Linked DNA regions of Mus musculus: all the other regions are linked to region 1. A link is a contact called in public Hi-C data. All regions are on one chromosome and are shown on one strand. The core of a region is the stretch at or near the end of the contact, and the rest is flanking DNA. Distances in the headings are between cores, read along the strand shown.

What was found. A called contact is a pair of places that touch in the nucleus more often than the background predicts.
Region 2: a Hi-C map of uterus shows a contact between it and region 1, with 9 times the contacts expected there. The contact joins two enhancer-like sites. A contact is called at or near these places in 4 of 484 Hi-C or Micro-C datasets (liver, trophoblast stem cells and uterus).
Region 3: a contact with region 1 is called in a Hi-C map of uterus, with 9 times the contacts expected there. The contact joins two enhancer-like sites. A contact is called at or near these places in 11 of 484 Hi-C or Micro-C datasets (embryonic stem cells, nephron progenitors, stem cell-derived neural progenitor cells and 1 more) and 1 of 9 other capture datasets (embryonic stem cells).

What each region holds. Positions count from the first base shown.
Region 1 is chr7:35,900,003-35,903,998 of GRCm38.p6, reverse strand. No RefSeq gene overlaps it. Among named protein-coding and RNA genes, the nearest start is that of Gm36234, 21 kb to the left of the region's middle. Within about 2 kb of position 1,673, at least 22 of the 459 cell types and tissues checked have an H3K27ac peak or open chromatin away from gene starts, as enhancers often do. A contact at or near this core is called in uterus, where this site is marked.
Region 2 is chr7:36,088,513-36,092,403 of GRCm38.p6, reverse strand. All of the region lies in intron 4 of Gm38991 (a long non-coding RNA gene), which reads right to left. Among named protein-coding and RNA genes, the nearest start is that of Gm38991, 14 kb to the right of the region's middle. Within about 2 kb of position 1,708, at least 18 of the 459 cell types and tissues checked have an H3K27ac peak or open chromatin away from gene starts, as enhancers often do. A contact at or near this core is called in uterus, where this site is marked.
Region 3 is chr7:36,156,152-36,160,461 of GRCm38.p6, reverse strand. Gm36340 (a long non-coding RNA gene) reads right to left here. Exons shown (of 3, transcript XR_881971.2): 2 at 3,816-3,921; 3 at 2,449-3,225. Among named protein-coding and RNA genes, the nearest start is that of Gm36340, 4.5 kb to the right of the region's middle. Within about 2 kb of position 2,936, at least 8 of the 459 cell types and tissues checked have an H3K27ac peak or open chromatin away from gene starts, as enhancers often do. A contact at or near this core is called in uterus, where this site is marked.

The DNA of each region.
Region 1 (3,996 bases), core at 424-2,923:
GGGCTGGCTGGGAGGGGCAGGCAGGAGAGGCTGGCTGGGAGGAGGGCCTGGCACCATTCCTAAGCTTAATAGAAACCACTAGTCTTATGAGTAAAGGTAATAATTTGTCATAAATAATTGTTCATTACCTGAGCATTTGTTTGTCTTGAAGTTTAGCATTGTGCAATAAAGCTGTGCAATTTTGAGTAATTCGATTATAAGACTGACTGGGAAATATGGTGGATTATAATGAGCCGAGGGAGGGTCCCGGGGGCTGGAAACACTGATCAGCCAAACCACCGTCCTGGGCAAGTACTAGTGTCGCTACAGCTATGCAGGGGTCTGCGGACCCGTTTCTCTTGTTTCTGCCATTGAAGTGCTCACTGGACAAAGATCTGTTCTGGATGGATTCAGTCTCCTCGTTCCAGGAGTCCCAAGACAGGAAATTCAGGGCACTGGGCCTACATCAGAGCCTTTCCTGATGCTCCGTGCACAGCACACCTGCTGGCCCGATGGCCCCAAAGGCTCACCTGTAGGTGTCCTCGTGGGAGGGGCACTACCTCCAAGATGCCCGATGCATCTCACATCAGCTCCCACCCATGTCAAGTCACACCCTTGCAGACCCACGGAACTGAAGGAGGCAGCCTCAGACAGGAACAATGCTGAGGGCGAGCAAGAGCCTGTGTGCGTGGGTCACAGGCGAGCAAGCACAGGAATACAAAGACTCACCTCAGGTCTGAGAAAGGGAGGAGGGAAAGAAGAAGGGACCTGTAAGAAATTAAAGAGGAAAGGGGGTAGGGTTAGAGGGGCAGGGAGAAGGAAAGAGAAGAGGAAAAAAGAAAGAGGAGATGGCATGGAAATGTGGGCCTGTAGAGTAGGAAAAGGATAGAACAGAATAGTGAACCTATGGTGGTCTGCTGCAGATCTTCGACAACTTATAGCTGTCATCCCCCCAGCGCATGCGCAGCCAGAATGCCTTGTGGAGCAACACAGGTACTGGCTCCCCGCCGTGCGTTCCATAGCTGCTTCTGTGTTTTCACATCTCACCTTTCCACACTCTGGTGTTAAGGAACATGAGGCTGGCTCCTCTTTGCAGAGACCTTGAAAGCTGGAGTCAGGGGCGTGGCCTCAGCAGGAACAGACGAGTCGCTCTCGGAGAACTTCTTGCCTAGATCTGGACCTCAGACAGAGCTGGTTCCAGGTTCTCAGCACCAAGTTCTGTGAACCTGGGGCCCAAAGCCCCTGAAAATAAGACACCTCCTTATCTGCCTTCCATGGGAGAGCAATCCTGTCTCTCTGCCTGGGGCACTATTCGGGGACAGGCTGGAAGAGTAGACTTACCCACCTTGTTTCCCACTCTTCCACACAAAAAGCACACATGGACACTAAGCCCAGAGCTGCCCTTTTCCTAGAACCTCAGAGGGAGGGGCCCCTCCCACCCCATCCAGATCTTGGAGAGCTCTCTAAGGCTCCAAAGGGTCCCCAGAGCCCTGCCCCAGCAGCAGCTCATCCGAAGAAGCAATTAGGGGGATTGTCAAGAGATAAAGGCTAGCCCAGACTTCAGGTGGGACTCAGCCTGCAGCTTGGACTACCGTGCCACCCCCAAAAGATGACATGTAAAGCTCCTTCTCCTTGCAAATTCAAAGGGAGGCGAAGAGTGTGGGAAAGTCTGCTGGCCAGAGGCAAGTATTGCAAGGCCCTATGAGGACCTCTGGGGATATAAGGAGCCATCTCCACTCTCTGGGCGGCGCTGGGGCAACTGCGGGAATCATGCAGCCAGATGAAGCTCATAAATTTCCCCTATGAACAATTGTTTTCATTTCCCTCCCATGCCACTAGATATTATAAGTGGAAAGCAAAACACAAGTAAATATGTTCATTCCACTCTGTGATCGGTGATAAACGAGAGGCTGCGCCGGCTGACAAAGGTCATCAAAGCCGCCAGCCCGGAGTCTGCGAGCGGACACTGCCACCCTCCGGCCATGTGAGAAACTGCATCCGCTGCCGCCACCCGGACTCCACAGCCCTCCCCAGGCTGTAGGCACCTGCTGTGAGCTCCTTCCGCAGAGGTTGAGGGCTGCCATCCTGCATCACACAGGACATCCAACACATGACACATGCAAATGACAGAAAAACTATAAAGCAAGGCAAAAAAAAAAACCCTCAAATTTAAAACTAGCCACCATCCCTAATCACCTCTCTCATGAAGACAACTTACTAACATTTCAGTCTGTTTGGCTTCAGTTTTGATGAGGTAAATGGGCATAGGAAAAGAGCAAGGCTTTTTGTCTGAAGACCTGATGTTTGACCTAGTGTTCAAATTAAAGTAAATTCTGTAAACAGCTGGAAAATACCTTTTTAAGGGCTGCATAATATTTTCAATTTTAATTTCACTAGTATTACTATTGCTAGTGGCAATGCACTGTGCGTGTGTGTATGTGTGTGTGTGTGTGTGTGTGTGTGTGTGTGTGTGTGTGTGTGTGTGTGTGTGTGTGTGTGAGTGTGTGTGTGTGTGTGTGTGTGTGTGTGTGTGTGTACGATGGGAAGAGGATGTAGGTATGGAGGTCAGAGGATAATCTGTGGGAGTCAGTTTTCTCCTTCCACACTGTGGTTCCCAGGGATCAAACTCAGGTTGTCAGGTTTGGCCGGCAAGCATCCTACCAGGATAAGCCACGGGGCTGGTGGGGTGTTTTAAGTTGTAGGTGTACCAAGTTCATTCCCCCTCTTCAATTGTTTACGTCCCTGCAGCTGATACGGAGGCTAAAACCTTTTATTCAGAAACCCTTCTTCATATGACTTAAAAACTTAAAGGCAGAATTACTGAATGAAATGAAATGTGTATTGCTGGCATGCTAATGCCCTCCCATCCATCCTTTCAACTTTAATATCAACCCCAGGCAAAAATCCAGTTCAAGCTTTCTTGACATTTTGCCACATTTATACCAAGGTCCATCAGAAAAAAAAAAAAAACTGAGGAATCTCCAAGAAACATCTTTTTTGTCAAAAACAGGGGCAAGTGATTAAGACCTATTCAGTCAGATATTAAAAGACAGGAAGCTACGGAACTGAGAAATCTGAAGCCCACCCAGAAGCAGCTGGAGCCAGGTGCTGACAGTCAAACTCGGGGGTGTGTCCTCACTGTGGGAAAACGATGGCTGACAGGTAAAGATGTGAGCACAGCCTGACTAGATCAGAAAACAAAACCGGCATCTTCCTCCAGGATTCTCCTGCCTAAAACCCTGTAGGGATGAAAGATTGGGGTTCTGAAGTGGCACATGGAGGCTACGAATCAGATATGAAAGGGAAGTCCTTTCTGTAGGCAATTCCAAAGGCAAAGACTGGGGCAGAAATAGTGGTATCTGGATATAGGGGGCCCACCTATAGCTGAGTGTGGTGATGCACTTATGTATAAAACTCTCAAAGAATAAGCAAGAAAACATCACTTTGAAAAAGATAGCTAGATTTGAATTGTAAAAGTGAAAAGGCCCTTCTGTCAAAAAAAAATATATAATTTCCGAGATTGAAAGGCAAACCAAAACCAAGGAGAAAAAAAGTATTTTTGACACACGTAATGGAAAGTTGAATGCCCCTAATGTACTCAGCTTCCTTACAAGTGAATAAGAGATATTTCAATAGAAAAAAAATGGATTGAGGACATGAATAGCAATTCACAAAAGAATAAATACAAATGATAAATATGCATAAAAGATGTTCAACCTTATTAGTAATCAAACATATGCAAATTAAAACAGCAGGGAAAGTGCGTGTCTGTCCCCGTGTTGGTAAAGACAAAAAAAAGGTGGTAGAGAGAGGTAGGAAAGCGAGGTGTCACCGCCCTGGTACGAGGTGAACTAGGCAACCTTGAAGAAGGATACTTTGTGATAAACACGTGTAACCCCAGGACTTGAGAGGCTGAGGCAGGAGGATGGGGAGTCTCAGGTTAGCCTGGGCTACATAGTGAAATCTATCCTGTCTTTAAAAAGAAAAAAAAAAAAAACTCGGGATTCAGATATTTTG
Region 2 (3,891 bases), core at 459-2,958, 190 kb before region 1:
TGGGCTTTCCAAGGCACTATTCTAATCTTCCACAGGGCATTATGTGTGTGAACTGTGCTAGAAGGGTCTCAGTTAAATCACTGGAAATGTTTTATGCTTTAAGGTGATAGTAGCTTAAATGATTTTCTTAAAACTCATTTCTGGTCTAAATTTGACTTTTTAAACCTGCAAGGTTTGGGCAGCCATATGAATAATAACCATCAGTAAAATGAGAGAGACAAGTGGCTAACACTGAGCACTTCCTATGGACCAGGCATGTAGCTAAGCAGTTCTGTATCACTGTGCGGGGTTAATGTCTATTTTAACCTGGTTCATCATCTCCTCTCATCACTGTCCTTAGGGTCCTCATACTGCATTTTCCTCTTTTCATTTAATTCTGTTTTGAAATAAGGACTCACGCTATACCCCAGGCTATCCTGAAACTCTCCACCCTTCTGCCTCAACCTCCTCCCTCCCCTGGTATTGGAATCACAGGTGTGTGCCACCACAACAATCACCTCTTCCTTGGTCTCATGGGTCAAGGAGGCCCTAGAAAGGTGTGGTTCAAGTTCATTGCAGAGCCGCGCTTGTTCATTCCAGAGGATTTATCCTCAGCTACTCACCTACAGCATTTGTTGAAGACCCAGTGTCTGGGGCCTTTCAGATTGTCCCTATCCTTCTTTAAGCTGAATATTATTCAAGGGATGGGCAAGATGGTGTCAAATGTATGATACCAAGCACATGGCCGTGGGACAAGCAGACGGTGCGGTCTAACCATATGCTACGGAGCAGAGAATCTGGGACACATTTTACATGAGCCCACAGAGATCTCCAGGGGAGACACAAACTTCTCTTGGATAAGCACTTGTCTCATGAGGACAACCTTAAGGATGAGCGGAGGATGGACCCATGAACACTGTGTCTTCCTTCCTGTCTTTCCATTCAGGCAGCTATGGCTGACCACGCAAACATGGAAGCCCGGGAGCCTTTCACTAGGAAAACACTGCTCGCCACAGCTGGGTAGGTCATCAACGGCCTCCTTACACTTTAGGTTTACTTAGCAGTGTGAGCTTTGCCTGTTCAGTCTCAAAACTATCCCAGCTATGTATATACTGTCTTCTGAAAAGCTCTGCGGACACTATTCGTTAGTCTCTTTGATCTAATTCATCACACACATCAGTCTCAAACAAGCACTAAGTGTCCTTCCTAGAGGTGGGGAACTGGGGGTCACGTGAAGGAGGGCTTTCAAAGCATGCCCGAACTCCCCTTCCACCCCACTTCCCATGATTTGGTCCCTCAGGTGCCATGGGTTCAAAAATACAGTTAAAAAAAAGAAAGAAAGAAAAACAACTGGGTTTCACTGTTGTCAAAATGCCACGTCACCCCACCAAAGAGAAGCTCGCCTTTGTCAATTTCCCTATCCATGCCAAAGTTTCTGAGAGACCCTTCACTTTATAAATCAACTCACAGCTTAGCACATCCTGGCAGCCCCTTCAAGGAACCATCGACATGACAGGGAATAAGACGATAACCATCATAGCTTGACTGGATACAGGTGTTTGCGTTTACAGACGAACCGCAAACGCCTGGATCTTTGACAGGCGTTGATACTATCAGTGAATCGCAGCTATTATTGGCTCCGGTCGCCAAGGGCTGGGGGGCCTTTCCCTTAGCAACATCTCGGAGGCTGATAACATTTGGCTGAACTTTTCAGATCGTAACCTCCCTTCTGACTTTCTGCAGTCAAAGCCGCCTAAACTGATCAGAAGAGGAGACACGCAGTGGGAAGACGAGTAAAATATTATTGACTGCACTGTTTCATGTCTATTAGGAAGAAAGAGCAGAGAAGGGCGGGAGAACTTGCAGCTTGACAGGCTTCAAGATAATCAGGGGAGAAATCGGAGCTGCTCAGTAACCCTCGGTGAGGCTGAGAAGCCCTGCCTTACAAGGGGTCATTGTTCTGTGCTGGGAACAAACAGGACGCCAGGCAAACAAGGGCAGGCACAGTTGCATTCCTCTACCGAGAAGCCTGTTCCTGCCACAAAACAGGGAGTGGGAAATGCAACCTGGGCTTGGTGGGACTGGAGAAACAGTGGGCCCTTCTCATCTCCATCTTGGTCCTGATTTCACCTGATGAGCTTGTTCTCTGAATGCAGCAGCTGTGTGTGCACCCATGTGTACCATGTGATCAGTGTGTATAGGGCATCTTTGTGCAGGGCAGAGATGGGACCCACACGAACAGATGAATCCCTTGGGTTCTAAGGTTTGGCTCTTTCTTCTTTCCTTCCTTCCTCCACTGCCATCTCTTGCCCCTCCTCCTTCTTCCTTTTCTTTGATTTTGAGATACAGTCTTGCTATGGAGCCCAGGCTGGCCTTGAACTCTCTGTCTAACCCAGGCAAGCCTCCTGCCTTGGCCTTCTTATCCAGCAGACAAGCAATTTATACATTTCAACTAACATTCCATTTCCCTCCTCCTTGTCTGGCTGTCCCAGAACTGAGATTGGACATCCTAGAGATGTGGATGGGCATCACAGATGTAGGGATATATACATGCACAAGCTCCGGGGTGTGAGCCGGGGGTCTGAGAGCTGAAAAAGCTCTGCTCACCTTGATTGACCCCAAGATCAGTCCCCTAAACTTTCTGAGCTGTGAAAACAGAGCATTTGATAGAAGACGTACTTGTTTCATGATGTCCTCCAACCCACTGGGAAAGGCTGATAAATTCCCCACATCTTATCAATTTACAAAACCAAATTTATCATCTGGAGCAAAGGTTAGGGTCTCAGACAACCAAAACCAAAGCAGCGAGGCCATGCCCAACACTGTCCATATTCCCTTTCATACCACCACACGCACATGCTCTTTCTTGGCCCTTGGATTCACTCTGTAAGAGTATTATTAGCAAATAGATATTGGTCAAGGGGTGTCCAGAAAATCTACATAGCATGTCCTATGACCTACCATCCTCTTGGTGTAGTTTACCAAAGCAGCATCCATCCTTGGGCACAGAGCTATTTTCCTCCAACATATCCCAATAGCCTTGTGAGTCTCAGTAACCATGATCTGGGCAAGAAGTTTATGCCTTTGGCTTCACTAACTGGAGCATCCCCCTGCAGGAAGGCTCACTGACTCCCTCCCTCAAACAACAAGCAAAACTCTCCTCTCTACCTCTCTTGCTTGAGTCACCCAGCACCTTCTTATGAAGTCAGTCTTCACTGATCCCCTCAGGCATATGGTTCCACATCTCTGTCACATTTATCATGGCTGACCACTCTCAACATTTTGATATGGACAACTTCTTTGGCCTCTTGCTTGAGTCCTTTCTTCTCTCTCTCTCTCTCTCTCTCTCTCTCTCTCTCTCTCTCTCTCACACACACACACACACACACACACACACACACACACACACACACTTTTAACTACCACTCCCAAACACCAGCCAAACTCTTCCCACAGGGTGAGGGTTGAGGTTCAAACTACCTGGCCAACTCTAGTTGCCTTCAGCCAAAGATATCCCGATAAGACCCAATGTGTGTGTGTGTGTGTGTGTGTGTGTGTGTGTGTGAGAGAGAGAGAGAGAGAGAGAGAGAGAGAGAGAGAGAGAGAGAGAGCGTACATACATGTGTGTGCACTTGCCTAAGTATGAAATGTGCAGGTCAGAGGTCAAAATCAGGTGTCCTCCTCTATCACTTTCCATCTTGTTTTTTGGAGACATAGTCTCTCACTCTCTGATCCTGGAATTTGCTGCTTTGGCTAGGCTCCCTGTCCAGCAAGTTCCTGGAATTCATTTGTCTCTGCCCCCTCCTTTCCCAGCTCCAGAGTTATAGACACATGTTACCATGTCTGGCTTTGACATGGCAATGAGAATCGAACTCAGGTCCCTCAGGTCTTCGTGCATGCACAGTAGGTACT
Region 3 (4,310 bases), core at 1,687-4,186, 260 kb before region 1:
CAGATACTTCTAACATAAAGCCACATATCATATCGTAATGGAGGCCAGCAACACCAGTGTCAGGCATCAATTCTGGGCTAAGCTCTGACTTACCACTCTCTAACCACAAAGATGCACATACCTGTATCCTACAGATAAGAACAGTGAGGCTCAGAGAGGTTAAGTGTCTTGCCCAGGGAAGCACAGCCAGGTAGTGCTAACAAAATGCCTTCCACGGTATCTGACAAAAAGTGAAAAATTCTGAGCCTTACTTTACATTTCCAAAATAAGTGTGTATCCCAGCAGCCTTGCAAGTCACTGGCATCACAGAGGTGCCAGAGAGCGCATCAGCGCCTACTCACGGTAGCTAAGTGTGGTACCAACCTGGGTGTCCACCAGCAGAGGAATGGGTGAAGAGAATGTGCTATGTACACAAAAGGGAACTATCTTCAGGCATGAACGAGAAGGAGGTGGTGTCAGTTGCAGGAAAACTTGTGACTAGAGAGAATACTAGCAAGTGAATTTAAGCCTGATCCAGAAAGACAAATATCATATTTTCTGTTATTTGTGTGCCCTAGTTTTGTATAAATGCATGAAATCCTATGTATACAGAACACACAATCAGCAGTGAAACCATCTGGGCTAAGAAAGGGGACTGATGGGGGTGGAGAGAAAAACGGAGGTCACAGGTTATGAGAAAACTATCTTCAACATTTATATATGCTCAACATATATGGTATTGTTGAAAATAACCTTGTGTGGGGTGGCAGAGAGGACTCAGTGAGCACCGGGTGCTCTTCCAGGGGACCTGGGTTCAATTCCCATTACCCACATGATGGCTCACAATCGACCATAATGTGGTTCCAGGGGATCTGGTGCCTTCTTCTGACATCTATAGGCAGGGGTTCTCAACATGTGGGTCGCAGCCACTCTTGGAGCTGCATATCAGATATTTATGACAGTAGCAAGATTATGAAGTTATGAAATAGCAATGAAGATAATTTTATGGTTGGGGGGGTTCACCATAACATGAGGAACATGCTGTAAAGGGTCACAGCATTGGGAAGGTTGAGAACCACTGTCTGTTGGTATCAAGCATGCATGGATACACATACATATAAGCAGGCATACATAAATAAAATAAATACACATAAAATAAAGTGAATAAATCTTTTCAAAAAAATTTAAAAGGAAAATGCCCTGATATAATACAATATTATGAATATATAATAAAAGTTAGACATTGTCTTAGTTAGGGTTTTACTGCTGTGAACAGACACCATGACCAAGGCAACTCTTATAAGGACAACATTTACTTGGGGCTGCCTTACAGGGTCAGAGGTTCAGTCCATTATCATCAAGGAAGAAGCATGGCAGGATCCAGGCAGGCATGGTACAAGGGGAGATGAGAGTTCTATATCTTCATCTAATGGCAAACAGAAGACTGGTTTCCAAGCAGCTAGGACAAGGGTCTTAAGGCCACACCCACAATGACACACCTACTCTAACAAGGCCACACATCCTATTCCCTGGGCCAAGCATATGCAAAACACAACAGACACCAATAAATAAAATAAAATGTCCCATTTATGGACCAACCTGTCTCTGCCTGGCTGTATTATTGTCATTGCTATTGTTAGTTTCTTTTGTTGTTGTTTGCTTATTTTGGGATGTGAGTTTCTTTGTTTGCTATCTTGCTTATTTGAGACAGGGTTTGCTACATAGCCCTGGCTGACCTTGAACCCTCAGCATTGGATTACAGGAAGGCATCACCACACCCAACTCACAAGGGAGTTTGCTAAAGAGATGGCTTAGTCCCTGACTAAAATGTCTGCTGAGTGATGTGAAGACAGGAGTTCAGGGCCTAGCACCTGTGCACCAAGCCGGATGCGCACATCCACCACCTCAGCACAGGGAGGCAGGGAGAGAGGTTCCCAGGGTCTCTCTGGCCAATCGGGATAGTCCGTAGGTGAGCTCTATGTTCAGTGAGGGATGCTGTCTCAGAAAATCAAGTGGAGTGGCAAGGAGACACGTGGCTTCTACACACCCACACATGGGTGTACCCCTCACGTGTGCACATAGCACACACACACACACACACACACACACACACACACACACTAAAACATATGTACAAAATTTAAAACATGAAACAATATATTTTTAGTGCATTAAAATCAGGGTAACAAACAATGGGAAACACGTTTTATGGCATGTTGTGGCATCTAGGCAACCTGCAGGTGTCTGCTGGACTGTGTGCCTGCAGGCTGGGGATAAATTCCAGTCACAGATACGGAGCCCTAACCACCACCTACCAAGACCCTGGGAACCAGCAGCTGGTACCAGTTGCTGCATGTGAGAACCACCTGGCTAGCTTCCTCCACAGGCTTTGCTGGGTTTCTTAATTCTTCCTCCTCCTCCTCCTCCTCCTCTTCCTCCTCTTCTTCCTCCTCCTCTTTCTCCTCTTCTTCCTCTGCCTCCTCTTCTTCCTCTTCCTCTTCTTCCTCATCTTCTGCTTCCTCCTCCTCCTCCAAAAAGGGAACCTCTAGGATGAGTATTTAAGGCCCGCACATTCTATCCAACACACCCCACTGCTTAGAAAGAGACACTACGGCTCCAGAGATCAGAGAAAATAACCAGAGGGCCGCATGAGTGGCTCCCGGCATGAGTCAACGTGGATGTTCTCTCCTTCCCTTCTGAGCACAAAGGGTGCTTAAAACTTTAATGAATTGAACTCTATGAGTAAGGCATGTTAATCATTTTAATTACCCAGCAGCTTGAAATCAGATATAACAGTCCAATAATGTATCTTTAAACGAACACAACCCTGCCCTATAAAAAATCCCTTCCAAAGCCATTGTAATAATTTCTATTTATCTTTGCTGACGTTAACTGTTATCCGGCCCAGCCGGCCGACAGACAGCCTTTGCTGTGCCTTCTGCTCTGAACGCAACGTCGTCTACTTTTTCAGTATCATTAGCGTCCCCCTGGTGGGCAGGGAGCAAGGCGGTGGCAGTGGTCACACTTCAATGCTTTATCTCATATGACAAAGAGAGATGATGCGCTTCCATCCGGGCCAGCCTGGCAAAGGGGAAGGTGGCCGCAGAGAACTCCCTCTGCTGCCGCAGAATCACCAAAGGGCCTCGGCATGTGACTGGCTAACAGCGTGAAGGGGCAGACAAATAGATTTCCCTCTGTATTTATAGCCGGCATCATTCTTCCTTTCAGGGCGTTCAGTACAGGTAGCTGTTTTATATGAAATGAACAATCTTTATAGACATACCAGAGCCATAACAAGCCTGATTTTCAACGAAGCTGAGGTGTATAACTCTTACCGAATTGTCAGGCCACTTGCTCAACAAATCAAGCCTAACTTATGATGTTTGCGGTGTAATTTTTATTCCTGTTTGACTAGCCAACTACCCCGTGGTAATAGGATGTTAGGAAAGGGCAGTGGCGATGTTTGTGTATGCTGTGATTGATGGACCGACTCGGCATTTTTCATTTATATCTCCGGATTCCAAATCAGTTAAGTTGAGGAAAAATGAAACAAAGTGGCAAGAAAAATGTTTGCAGATTGCAGCCCCGGCGCTCCCGGAGATCTGAGTTCAGCCCACATCTGCCGGGATTGTCTGGAAACATTAAGATATCTAAATGAAAATCAATACGCTATGTGCCAGGCGTTTGCTACCAGGAACAAGCATCCAGAGACCTGAGCTAATCAGACTTCCAGTGTGAGCCTCGGCACAGGCTGAACCCCAGGGGTGTCCTAATTGCTCAAACTAATCATAGGAGAGTTAAATTTATAACCAAGAAAGACATTTTGTTTTTCTTACCAGTCATCGTTTGGAAGCGGAACGGCTCACCTGTGAGGTGGGTGGCAGGTGTACTGGGGGGAACCCCTTGGAGCAGTTGAGGGGGACACGGAGAGCAGGGGCTCACCTGTCAGAGGAGATGGGAGACAGATTTACAGACAGCTATGAAATCAGTGAAGCTTGAAGAAGGGCAGGGTGGGAGAGGGCCTGCCTCCGTTCCCTTAGAACCTGAAAACCTGTTCTCTTAGACTGGCCACTTCACCTCCATGTTCTGAATGAGGAAAGCCCACGCGCCCCACAGCCTTTGATTTCCCCCTCCTGGTTTTCATTTTAAGGAACCAGCCCAGAAAAGCAAATTGCATCTGTGTTGTTAAAAATATATGGATCTGTTTTGTTTTTTTCCCCCCTGAGTTCCACTCCAAGCTTTTATCCCTTGGAGCCTCAAAGAAGCTAATGTCGCTTGGTGACACGCGTCTCCCTAATATACTGTTCAAACAAGTCACTGATATTATTCAC